2 separate regions of the Oryctolagus cuniculus genome follow, and region 2 is linked to region 1. Evidence: chromatin contacts called from public Hi-C data. All regions are on one chromosome and are shown on one strand. The core of a region is the stretch at or near the end of the contact, and the rest is flanking DNA. Distances in the headings are between cores, read along the strand shown. Region 1 holds the start of G0S2 (G0/G1 switch 2). Region 2 overlaps C13H1orf74 (chromosome 13 C1orf74 homolog).

What was found. Hi-C and Micro-C count contacts between places; a contact is called where the count stands out from the background.
Region 2: a contact with region 1 is called in a Hi-C map of psoas muscle, with 6 times the contacts expected there. The contact joins the enhancer-like site here to the promoter of G0S2 in region 1. A contact is called at or near these places in 2 of 6 Hi-C or Micro-C datasets (embryonic fibroblasts and psoas muscle).

Annotation. Positions count from the first base shown.
Region 1 is chr13:24,519,837-24,526,401 of mOryCun1.1, reverse strand. G0S2 (G0/G1 switch 2) reads right to left here and starts at 5,127. Exons shown (of 2, transcript XM_002717541.5): 1 at 4,975-5,127; 2 at 4,208-4,851. The coding sequence starts at 4,832. The coding sequence ends at 4,536. All of the region lies in intron 2 of C13H1orf74 (chromosome 13 C1orf74 homolog), which reads left to right.
Region 2 is chr13:24,607,608-24,613,917 of mOryCun1.1, reverse strand. All of the region lies in intron 2 of C13H1orf74 (chromosome 13 C1orf74 homolog), which reads left to right. TRAF3IP3 (TRAF3 interacting protein 3) reads right to left here. Exons shown (of 13, transcript XM_017347813.3): 2 at 3,373-3,777; 3 at 1,315-1,462; 4 at 1,109-1,172; 5 at 838-862; 6 at 225-254; 7 at 26-121. The coding sequence starts at 3,717. Among named protein-coding and RNA genes, the nearest start is that of TRAF3IP3, 4.4 kb to the right of the region's middle. Within about 2 kb of position 3,522, at least 2 of the 8 cell types and tissues checked have an H3K27ac peak or open chromatin away from gene starts, as enhancers often do.

The DNA of each region.
Region 1 (6,565 bases), core at 3,878-6,377:
TCTGGCTTTGAATCGGCACAGCTCCACCCCGTTGTGGCCAATTGGAGAGTGAACCATTGGATGGAAGATCTCTCTCTCTCTCTCTCTCTCTCTCTCTGCCTCTCTGCCTCTCCTCTCTCTGTGTAACTCTGACTTTCAAATAAATAAATAAATCTTTAGAAAAAAAAGGGGCCATGTGATCAATGACCTGACAATCCTTGACCCTGGGATACAGACTAAAGGTGACCTTGTACACACTGACAGGACAGCGTGCTTTCATGAAAGTTTTGTAAGGGACACAAAGCTGAGTGTCACCAATTGCCTTTTCCCAAATACTGGTCAGGCAACTGGATCATTGTTATCCCTGAGGTCCAGTTTGCACTGGGTGGGCGACTTTCTTGGTTCATGTCTCCATCCATTCCCTATGGAATGCTGCCTCATTCTTGTATCAGAATAAAACAAAAACACATAAAACCAGACTTTATTAAAAAATCTTTAAAAAGGGGGGAGTGAGGGTGCCAGGGCATAGGGGATAAAGCCACAGCCCACAGTGCTAGCATCCCATATGGGTGCCTGTTTGAGTCCTGGATACTCCAGCTCTCTGCTATGGCCTGGGAAAGCAGTGGAAGATGGCCCAAATCCTTGGACCCCTGCACCCCCGTGGGAGACCCGGAAAAAGCTCCTGGCTTCTGGCTTTGGATTGGCCCAGTTGAGCCATTTGGGGAGTGAACCAGCAGATGGGAAACCTTTCTTCCTCTCTCTCTCTCTCTCCCTCTGCCTCTCTGTAACTCTGCCTTTCAAATAAATAAATATTTTTTAAAAAGACTTTATAATATAGGAAGACAAAAACAAAGTGAGCAGTGTTTATAAAATGATATGTTTCCAAAAAAGTCTAATGGACTTATACGAAGGCCTTTATCAAATTATCCAATGGTATACTTCCAACATGAAATATCACTTGATCTTCTACAAAGAACTATGTCCAATTACTCAGTGATACACCTCCCCTACAAAATGTCTAATTACTTTATACAAGGGTCTAGGTATATTTATAAGAACATGTACCTGTTGGTTTTGATATACTTTGGAATCTGTCAGCTTGAAAAACAAAGAAGGTAAGTCAGACAGCCTGGACTTGCTGGAGTTTATATGTGGACTCTCTTCTCTGGCAGCCCTAAAACCTCAACAAAGTTACTGAAACTCTGTCTTGAGTGTCTTCAATTCCTTCCTCATCTTTAAACAGTGCTTTCCTTGGAGGGGGGTAAGTTCACAAATTAAATGAGATAATACATGCAAAGTTCTTACAGCAGTATCTGACTGAAAGTTATTATTGTTACAATATTTTAAGGCTTAGGTTTTTAACTAATGCTTTTGTCTCCTAGAAAATACCTTAACCTAGCGGTTAAACCTAATGGTTCTCAAACCTGGCAAAAGCAAAACACCTGTTCATCACCTTGCTCTTTGTGAAACACCATAAAACTTTGATCAGTTCTCCGCGAGTGAGATCCCAGTGGAAAGAATGGGTCATCAAAAAAGGAGATACCTTTCTCTGAAGGGAGGAGAGAACTTCCACTTTGACCATGGCCTTGTGTAAATATGATCAGTCAGTGAACTCAGGGGGCTTCCATAGCCTTGGCAGCTCATGACAAGAGCCTAGGGTGATTACTGATGCCATAAACAAGAGTGTCAATTTGTTAAGTCAACAACAGGAGTCACTGTGCACTTACTCCTCATGTAGGATCTTTGTCCTTAGTGTGCTGTACATTGAGATTTAATGTTATAACTAGTACTCAAACAGTATTTTTCACTTTATGTTTCTGTGTGGGAGCAAACTGTTGAAATCTTTACTTAATGTATGCTAAACTGATCTTCTGTATATAAAGAGAATCGAAAATGAATCTTGATGTGAATGGAAGGGGAGAGGGAGTGGATAAGGGGAGGGTTGCAGGTTGGAGGGACGTTATTGGGGGGAAGCCATTGTAATCCATAAGCTGTACTTTCGAAATTTATATTCATTAAATGAAAGTTAAAAAAAAACAAAACTTTGATCAGTTGATACAAATGGATACATCTACAAAGTATATCAAAAGCTACAGCTCTTCTCTTGTTCTGGACACTCTACTTCTACTAGTAGGCATTAATTTGCTTTAGCAGCCCTGTCACAAGCCCTTGTTAGCTTTTATTGCGCTAGAAAAGCCTTTCTAATGCTGTGGTCATTCAGTTGACTTTTTGGACCCAAATTCTGTACTGCATCTTCTCTGTTCAGTTTCATTCGGTTTGCTTCCGTGCATAGCTCCAGCCTACTGAGCCATTGAACCCTGGCTCTGCTATCTCAGCTCTTAAGTCACTAACAGAACTGATAAGTACACCTTCTCTCCTTGGGTTGTTGATGAAACTGCCCAAGGGTATAGGGCCACGGGCAGTTTTGTCCCTGTGTTGGGAGAGGGACTTAATCATGCTCAACTACAGCCAGACACTGTCTCGTGAGACCACTTCAGAACCTGGACTCCCAAACTGTTGGCAAACCCTTTTCCTTTCCTTTCCTCTATCACAGAGTTTCTTTTCCTGATCCTGGAGGGTTCTCTGGGAGAGAGGGGGTGCAGGGCTCTCTGTGCACCCCAAGGTGTATAGCAGCATCAGTGGCGTCCACTGTTCAATGCCAGCAGAGGTGTCCCTCCCCCACCACACAACCAGAAATATCTACAGACACTGTCGTATGTCTCCTGGGGGGACAAAATTGCTCCCCCTTCAATTTAAAACCACTCCTCTAACTTCACAAATGGACTGATTGAAGAATCAAGTATTTATTAGAGAGCTCCTATTTATCTGGGATCTGACAGTTTCTGTGAACACTGAAGAGGGCTTGCTCTCTGGCTTCCAGATTCTACTACGAGAGCCATGATCTTGCCTACAAAATAGCTGGAAAAGATTCCCTTACTGAGTGGCCCTGGATGAGACCCAGACTGCAAGACCTGTAAGAATTCAGAGAAATGAGATCAGTGAGGACAGAGAAGATTGGAAATGAAATGGAGGAGTGTGGGAGGGTGTGTGGGGGGAGTGGCTTGGAGGAGAAAGTCTCATCAGGCAATACCCAGAGCCATGGTTTTGTTTGGCAAAAATGTGTATTTGATGACCAGAGTCAAGTGTCTGTAGGTGGGTAGGGCAGGTAACACTAACATGCAAGGCAAATGGCAAACTGGTTCTCTCTTTGAGAGCCATGGCTTAACATTCCCTTTGCTGGGCCTGCAGAGCCACTGAGTTAGTTGTTACTGCTCAGCAGGCTCTGGTGGGCGGGAGGAAGGGGACTTAAGTCTGTGACAACCGGTCTTTTTCTAGTCTGGAGCTTTCCGCTATGACCTGAACTCATGGTGAGGAAGCTGAGAAGAATAAAGGCATCATCTGATTGGGCCTTCTTGGGAGCTTGCCTCTTACCCTGCCAGGTAGCTCGCTCTCCCTCCCCTCCCCCTTCCCCTCCCCCTCCCCCTCCCCCTCCCCCTCTCCCTCTCCCTAAAACACTTAGGAGCATTCAGATGTGAGGGACGCATAGCTTTCCTGTGCTAGTTGCTTCTCTTTCATTCATTTATCCTGTTATCAGTGGATTCATGTAATTTTTTTAAGATTTACTTTTTATTTATTTGAAAGAGTTACAAAGAGAGGTAGAGTGAGAGCGAGAGAGAGGTCTTCCATCCGCTGGTTCACTCCTCAAATGACCACAGGAGCTAGAGCTGAGCTGATCCGAAGCCAGGAGCCAGGAGCCTCCTCTGGGACTCCCAAGGAGGTGGGTCATCTTTTACTGCTTTCCCAGGCCACAGCAGAGGGCTGGATCAGAAGCGGAGCAGCTGGGACTCCAACCGGCACCTTCATGGGATACAGGCGCTGCAGGCCGGGACTCTAACCTACTGTGCCACAATGCCAACCCCATTCATGTAATCTTAAAATGCTAAGTCTGATGGGATCTATACAGCTTTCTTTCTCCCCACCCCTAACATGAAGCAAGGAAGGGTCCGTCAGTAGGTGCATAGACAATAATAATACTAACAGACAAGTAGTATGATTGGAGTCCCAAGGTAGGAAGCAAGTGTTGTCTGACCCTCAGGAAAGTGCTCCCTCCACAGGGGGCAGGTGAGACTCTGTGATCAGAGACACTCGTCGCTGTGTCTCTCTCCATCACTCTGCACCCCCCTCCCGGCTGCCAGCCCTGGCCACTCTCGGGAATTAGATAATAAACAACAGTATAAAACGTTTTTTTATTTCAAAATGCAAAATGGTGGTCACTGTAATACAGTAACAACAACAACAATAATAATAGTATAAAAAGCATCTCTTTCCTCCCTCACGCACTCAGCTCCAAGCGACACAGTTTGGGACTTGCCATCACAAGGCAGTGCTGCACAGCAGCCAGACTCCACCCGAACTCCTCTCGGGGCATCCACGCGTGCCAGGTCAGTTCTAGGTGTCACCGGCTTCTTGGAAGTCAGTCCAGGCAGCGCCTGGCTCCGCTCTCGCCTCTGGCGACAGGCTCTCTGCACGTCTCTCTCTCCGGTTCCTTGCGGTGCCTACGAGGCGTGCAGGCGGTTGGAAAGGGCCCGGCCGCAGAGCGCGGCCGCCGGCTGCTTGCCCTTCTCCGGCAGCGCCCGTCGCTCGCGAGCGGCCCGCAGCTCGGCGGCCGCCGCCTCCTGGTCCCGCAGGCGGCCGGCCGCGGCGAAGGGGCTGCACACGGTCTCCACCAGGCCGATGACGGCGCCCACGAGCGCCAGCACGCCGCCCAGCACGTAAAGCTTCACCAGCTTGCTCCTGGGCCGCGCCGCCAGCATCTCCCGGGCCAGAGGCAGCAGCTCCTGGACGGCTTCCATGCTTGCGGGTGGTGGCGACCTGCGGGACAGCGGAGGGAAGGGGACCTAAGCCGCCGAGGGACGTCTCCAGCGGTGCGCGCAGCGCTCCCTGCCCCCCACCCCCAACCCCGCCCCGGGACCCAGCGCCGGGGCTGCGGCTCACCTCGGCTGCGGTCAGCGGTCAGCGTGTCCGTGGGTCCGGCCGGCCTCGCGTCCTGCTGCTCCTCCTCGGCAGACGCAGCTCTTCCAGATGGCCACTCTGCAGCCGGCACCTGGCAGCTTCCCCGGCCGCTTATATCTTTCGTCCGAGACCCGCCTCCCGGATCCCTGGCCGGGGCCACGCTGCGGGCGCCAGGGAAAGGAGGAGGGGGAGGAACAGAGGCAGGAGCGGGGGAGGGACCTGGCAGAGGTGACCACGAACTGCGCACGCCCCCTACGCGTGCTGGGGGGACTCGGACAGCGGCAGCCCCCACCCCCGGGGGGGGGTGTCCCGTGCATTTCTGGCACTGGCTGCACTTTGTGCAGTGGGTGGGCGCACGGCCTCCCATGTCCGGGAGGGCCTGAGAAGGACCCCTCTTGGGGCCATCTGTAGGCTTCTATGTAAAAGAGAAATCTTCCAGTTTTACTCACAAGGGTTGTCGCTTTCCCACGTGTGTGTTGGCGGATGGGAGAGGAGAAGGCCATGGAGGGATGGGGTAATGAGCAGAGCAGGTCTCCCGGCGTTGGAGACCGCGGCTGGGGCGAGGGGTACTCTGTTTTCATGACTGGGTTTGTTCAGAGGTGCATGCATTTTGGAATCACCTGTTAGGAAATTGTTCCTTGAGTGGGCCTTTGGGGGCTTTTATGTGCTGAGGGGTGTGTGTGTGTGTGAGAGAGAGAGAGAGAGAGAGGGTGCTGGTGGTGCAATCCTTGGCTCCCGAGTATCCCCACAGGTATTCTGTGTATCTGGCAACAGCTCTGAAGTCCAAATTGTCCCCAGGCCCACTGGAGAAGGGAGGTTGGGGGCTGTGCAAGGCAAATGTGCTGTTGGTGAGAGTTTGTCTGCTTGCCTAGAAGGGAATGATTTCCTGCTCCTCTATAATTCTTTGCCCCCTCCTGGGATCTGGGGGTGCAGCTTCACTGTGCCAGCTCAGGTCGATCATGGTAGCAGTTTAGGGGTGAAGGATATGAAGTGGGCAGTTGGGGGTAGAAGCCAGGGAGTGGAGAGTCTGCTCAGGTTAGTTTTGACTGGGACTGAACATCAGAGTGTGGGGCGCTCTAGTTCAGCCTTGGTTATCCATATACCCGAGTTAGCAAAGTAGGGCAACGAGGAGGGAACTGGGCCAAAGGGCTTTAAGCAAGGGAGAGGGCAGAGGGAGGATTGGGATAGACTGGCCAGAAAATTGCAAAGGTTGGTGATGCAATCTTGCAACAGTCTTAGCGTTCAGTGGGGCTGGTGGCAGGGCAGGGGAAAGGGCTCGTTCCGAGATCAGCTATTTTAGTCCTTGGAAACATTCAGGGTCGTTTTTCTCTGGGGTCTGAGGCAATCTCCCAGACAAGTCAGTTAAAAGTGGCAGCAGTAATAAAGCCACCCTTTGACTCGGCTGCTATTTGTTCAGGTTAAGGATTGGTGTGGGATTGCTCGAGGTTACCTAAATTGCTTAGTTAAAATTTTATATTCTGGTGGACACAAACAGTCAGGGTGACCAGGGTCCAAACAGAGGATGATGTCCCCTGCTTATCATTCTTTTAACCAGAGTAGGCAGGAAAATTCT
Region 2 (6,310 bases), core at 2,273-4,772, 89 kb before region 1:
TGAAACAGAGACTTTATTCTCTTACCTTCCATGAGCTGTCAGAGGCCCGAATCAGCGTGTTCAGTAGGTCCTGGAGAATCATCATTTTCTGTTTTAGGACCAGCTCCCTCTGTAGGGCTTCCTGCGCAGGAGAGGGCAGAAAGACAAATTTAAGAGGATAAGAATTTTACCCTGGAGGAGGAGCGGGCAGGTGGATGGAGGAGCGGTAAGGAGAGGCCACTTACTTTGAGGTACTCGGAAAGCTGGATGATTTCCTATAGAGAAAGAAAAAGGTGTTCACGTGACTCTTGGTTCCCTGAATCTCTGGGATGTGGAACCACAGCTGGGTTGGCTTGGGTAGAGCAAACCTCTTCTGCCTTGGGGCTGTAGGCTCTGGAGTCCCCAGGCCATCCAGTAAGAACTGCCCCCTTCATCTTTTTTTTTTTTTTTTAAGATTTATTCATTTATTTGAAAGTCAGTGTTACACAGAGAGAGGAGAAGCAGAGAGAGAGAGAGAGAGGTCTTCCATCTGCTGGCCCACTCTCCAATTGACCGCAACAGCCGGAGCTGCACTGATCTGAAGCCAGGAGCTTCCTCTGGGACTTGCACACGGGTGCAGGGGCCCAAGGACTTGGGTCATCTTCCACAGCTCTCCCAGGCCACAGCAGAGAGCCAGATCAGAAGTGGAGCAGCCGGGACTTGAACTGGCACCCGTATGGGATGCTGGCACTGCAGGCAGCGGCTTTACCCGCTATGCCACAGCACAGGCCCGTCCCCCTTCATCTTGGCCTGAGTTTATCGTGGAATTCCAGAATTTTGTATCTTAGAGAAACCCCTTCAAAGTGGCAATTTTCTTACCTTATCCAGAACTGCCACTCCATAACTGGGAAGAGAAGAAGAAAAGTCAGTGGACATTAAGCAAATCAGGAGGCAGCAGGTGGATTCTTTCTGGGATCCCTTCTGAACAGCCCTTGGGGTGGGGAAGGGCTTCTTTCTTCCTGATTAAAGTGGCATGGAAAGTCACTGTGCTCCCTCTACATGCTGGGTAGAGGTGTTCAAGTGGGAGCCTAGGAGACAGGGATGGATGGGCTGTGTAGGTGTTAGGGGCAGGACTGTGAAAGGAACTCACTTGGTTTGCTGACTGGCATCGTTTTTCAGTGTCGGCTGTGGTTCTTCTGCCTTGGTCTGAGTGCCTGGGAGAAGGAGGATAAGGTGACTCAGATGCCATGGAGAGGGTATGAGGGAGAGGAGGAGGGACAGGGACTCTCCACAGCCAGTGAGCTGGAACTGTGGATTCCCTGTAGATCCAGTCATGCCAAGGAGCACTGCCCTTACCACGGTGATGTTTGGGCAGCTTCCTGATGGAAGGGTCCTGTGGTGGGAGGCCCCCTGCCAGGGGGGAGGGCTGGTCAGCTAGACCCCTCTGGACGTCTGCGGGAGGGTGCTGCTGGCCTGGAAGGCTCTTAGAGCTGGTCTCTGCCACCTGGAAAGCAAGTAGGGGATGCTGAGAACCACTCCCCAGAGCCTCAAGGAAGCAGATTCTCCAGATGATTGGAGAGATCACATCTGCTGTGGCCCGAGTGCTTGTGTGGAGCCCTGGGGAATGGTCAGGTCAAAGTGGAGCCCTCATGATGGTTCCAGCACCCTTTCATGAGCAGAGACACGAGACGGTGTGCCTCCCTGTCTGCTCTCTGCCCTGTGAGGATGCGATGAGAAGGCCATCACTAGCCCAGGAAGAATGTCCTCACACACTGACTGCCAGAGCCGCTAGCCTGGACTTCCAGCCTCTCAGACTTGTGAGAAATAAGTTTCTCTTGTTAAGGCCTCCCAGTCCCTGCTGACTGGGGACAGCAGTGCAAGTGCCCAGGACAGCAGTTCAGCTCCAGGAGCCCACTCGAGCCTTCCAGGCCACAAGGTTTCCGCTGCGTCTGCTTGCCAGGTCCTGCCTGGCAGCTGGATTTGCCTCTAACAATTCACTCCAGAATCCTTGCCTATACTGTTTGGTCCCAGCCAATTACTCACCCAGGGTGGCAAGGTGGAAAAAGAATTGAGTGGCAGTGGGTAAGGGGCTCTGGGTTTTAGATCCTGCTTTTGTGGTGTCAGTCTCCTGCCTGTGCAGTGGGGAGTTTGGGACAGATGACTCGCAGGGTGCTTGCTTTATTCTAGAGCTAGCTTCCTTCCTCTCTGCTGGAGAATCTCTGAGATTTTGTGCGAAGAGAAGGTAAAGTAGGAAGCTGAGGAGAGGGGGTGGTGGTCGTGGCCACAGCTTGGTTTGCTCTTTCTATCTTGTGTTCTTGCTAACACAGGAAGTCTGTGCTGGTGACATCCCCGTAGTACCTAATCCCGCGGACAGAGATTCAGTCTCAGTAAAACCTCACATGACTGATAGGTGGACGTGGAACTCTGGAGTTCTTAATGAGTTGTAGTTGCTCTACTTTTCTTTCTGGATTTCTTTTCTTCCAACAAAACGCATGCAGAAGTCGTTCTGCCTTAGGAAGCATAGAGTTGGTTTCCTTTTGCTGTTGAGCCGCAGGATCTTTTCTTTGAACAGCCCTCCCGTTACGCAGAGCAGAGCCCCAGGAAAGAAGCCCCGATGGAGCTGCTACTCAGAGTACGGCACAGGGCCAGGTGTTTCCAGGGAATACAGCAGACCCATCCGTACTGTCAGTGTGCTCACAGCATTGGTGGGCAGACACAGATGGCTTGCTGGCTGAGGTCGGATCATCTCCACATACCCTGGCGTTTGCCAACACTGCTGCTTCCCAGGCCAGACCAACGAGCTCTCTAAGCGTTACACAATCTTAGAAGATTTATAACCCCACAACCCACAGAGAGCAAGAGTGGCCTGGAGAGGCCAGGGAAGGCTTCTTGGACCAGATTGAGGCCTTAACTAAGTGAATTTGGTAGAACTGGAATGGCCAAGGGAAAGCGAGAGGGTGAGCAGATGCAACAGACTTGCAGAAGAATAGAGGACCAGGTGTGTGTGTCTGTGTCCGCATGTGTGTTGGGAGAGGGGACATAAAGAGGGTTGGCCTGTCCTTGGCATATAAGGATTCAGTAAATATTGCATGAATGATGGGTGGGTGAATGCTGTAAAATAGCTTAGCAGATACTATAGATTGCCTAAATTTGAACTGACACTAGGTATTGCAATGGGATTGTTCATAATTTTTTTTCTCCCAGAAGGTAAGTGCAAAAAAAAAAAAAAAAAAAAAAGAGCTAAACAAATAAAGGAAAACACTAGAACAAAAATCCCTGTGTGACTAAATAGCTGGCAAGTGGAGACTTTCGTATTTGACCAAAGAATAAGAGATTTAGTAGAACCATTTTTTCGTGACCTTGAGCCCACCCTCCCTCCACCTTGGGAGCAGTGCGTCCCTGGACATGGCCCACCTGCTGTCCAGGGGAGGAGATCCTGTTGGCACAAGACAAGGACCCATTGAGGGTAGCGGCCTGGCGTGTCCTCCTGGAAGGGCCTTGCTCCTTGGCCCCGGGAGGCCGTGCCTGGCCTCGCTCCTCCACCTCCAGCTTCCTCCTCTGGAAGAACTGCCGTTGTCGAGCTCGCTGGAGCTGCTCTCTCTGCTGGGTCCTCATTGCCTTTCCCACCTGGCGGCAAGTGGTCATGTTGGGGCGACAGCGGCGGCTCTCACGGGTCTCCTGCCGGCGCTCATACTTGGCCTCGTAGCTCTCAGCCCACCGGGCCAAGCCGGGGGAGGGCCTGGGGTCTGGCCTGATCATGATGACCTCCCGAGCACCTGTTGCACTTGGCTTCCACTTCCTTGCATAACCGCCTGGACCCTGCCAAATGCCAAGAGGGAGGTGTCAAAAGACAGGAAGAAAGATGACCATCTCCCTGGTCTAGTGGGCAGAAATAGCACAGCGTTCCATCCACATGTGTCGAGCACTGAGGACGTGAGAGTATCCAGCTTGGAGCCTGCACTCCTGGGCTTAGTCTCTGGCAAACTAATAAAATCTAAGAAAAGCGAATTCCTGATTTTCTCTAACCTGCGTCAACCCTCTGTGAAGTGCTCGGGTCTCTCTGGATACCACTGCTTCTTCTAAGGCATGAGAAATAATTGACAAAATTAGAATGATCTCATTCTGCAGCACGTGTGTTCATTTTGAAGCCTGCCAAGGATACAGCTAAGTTGACCCTGTTCCCCTTAATCTCCCAAACCTAGAAGGGGAGTCAGCATTTTTACTGCTCTCTTGGCCTACTTTGTTACTAAAATAGTCAAGTGACACTTGAGACCCGGAGGGAAAACCGATCCTCCTCAGGAAGTGACGAGGCCTGGGACCAGCAACCACTGCTGTCTTCCCGGCCCTTAGCAACCAGCTTGTGCTCCTAGTCTGCTGGGTCCTCTGTCGTCCCGGCATGGGTCCATTGGCACCCATTTCACTCTCAGGGCTGGGTTCTGGTTCGCATGTGCAAATCAGATCAAATCAGCATTGGTCAAGCCCCTGCCACACGTCCAGTCCAGGATGAAACCCACTTCCGTGCATCTGGCTCTCTCGCTTGGGAAGCTGAGGGTTGCATATTTCTAGAATCACCTCCCGGTGAGGGTTAACTCTGCTTCCAAGTCTGCTTTCCTTAGTCCAGACATGGACTGTGCCATCCAAACCAGCACACACATGAATCACACCTCAAAGAGTCTGTCCTGTAAACAAACAGAATCAGGAACCCAAAGTCCCCAGGGAACCAGGTTTATGGTGTAGAGGCTGTACTTGACACCTTGCATGTTGTCTTCCCTGCCATTTCCAATGCACCTGAACCCAATCCCTTCTTCTTTCCTGGCCTCTTTTGTTCTTTCCTGCTCTCCGCACCTACCTGCTGTGAATTCGCTTATTCTCCTAGGATGCTCTGGGAGCTTTGCTGAGTGGGGTTGCACTTGAGCTGGATCCTGAGTTTTGGAAATCCTGCGCCGAGCCTCTGACCACTGGGGTCAGACCTGGGACTGATGAAGGAAGAGGGACTCCCCCTCACAGCTGCTGTCTCCTTTCTCCAGCTCATGACCTCATTACCACCCCACCCCCACCCCGGGAACTTCAGTTCCTGGGTAGGTCAGAGAGGTGGTATCTTAGCTCCACCAACCAGCAGGCATTAGCCAGCTCTGGCCATATGGGTTTGCTTATAGGCCAAGCAGACTGCACAGGTAGCAGCCTCCCTGCCCTTTTATTGGGATTCTGCTGCCTATCCTTGCTTAGTCTAGAATTCTCTGAAGGATTCTTGCTCTTTCTGATTCACCACTCATTTCTTAGGGTCACAGGCAGGGCAGTCTCACTCTCTGAGAGGGGTCTTAATGTGGGCAAGCCTGGACACTCCTTGATGCCTTACTCCTAAGGGTTGGAGCAGTGCCCTCTGGCCTCAGGCAGCACTGACCCCATGGAGCCATATGAAGACATCAGTCCTCTCTGTACCATTTCTGAATGGCTTTATCCTTTCCTCACACTTTTCATTCTTAGTCCTTGGGGCCAGGAGTGGTGGTGGTGGTGGGGAGGGGTTGTCCCTGGACCACCTGCTGCTTTCCTCATCTGAAAACAGAAAAGGGCCTCAAGTCCCAGCCATGTAAACTTTTAAGTGACTGGATAGAGGAGACTTGGGGGTCTGTGCATGGGAACTCTGGGTCCAGAACCCACACATGTAGGCTTGCTCTGCCCTACAAGGTGGAGGAGAGCCCTGGCCTGGAGTCAGACTGTGGACTTAAGTCCTGACCGTGTCACCATTACCTGTGTGTGATTTTGGGTCAGCTGTCCAATCTTTCTGCATCCCAGTCTCCTTGTTTATAAAATGGGGCTTGTAGGGTTCTGAGATTAAATGACAAAGTGCACAGTAGGCCCCTGGCACTTGGCACATAATAAATGTTACCTTTTTTTATTAATACACATTCAATATTGTTAGGACTATCCTTGTCTTGCTGTGTTGGATACTGGAGACCAAGGCCCCCGGCTAAATGAGCACTCCCAGGACCAATAATGACAGATCCCATCCTCTGATTCCCCCAGCCTTTTCTCTCTGGAGGAGTACATTGTTTACCAGGTTGAGGAGGTGCTGGCCCCAGACTGAAATAATTTTCACTGCTATGGTCCATCTGACCTCTGGGTTTGGGCAACGATGAGAAAAGACGTCTCTGTGGTCCTGACACAACAACTATCTCAGTTAGGCCAAGCAGAAAGGACAGGAAGAGATGGAGGGGAAGAGTGGCTGCCCAGCAGCAGACCATGGAGTGTGGGATGTGAGGTCGCCTTCCTGTTTGCCCCTAGTTACACAGGCTTTGTAGGGAGGCAGAGCCCTGGCTGCAGAGAATCCTGCTACCCTCCTGCTGTGGAGGGG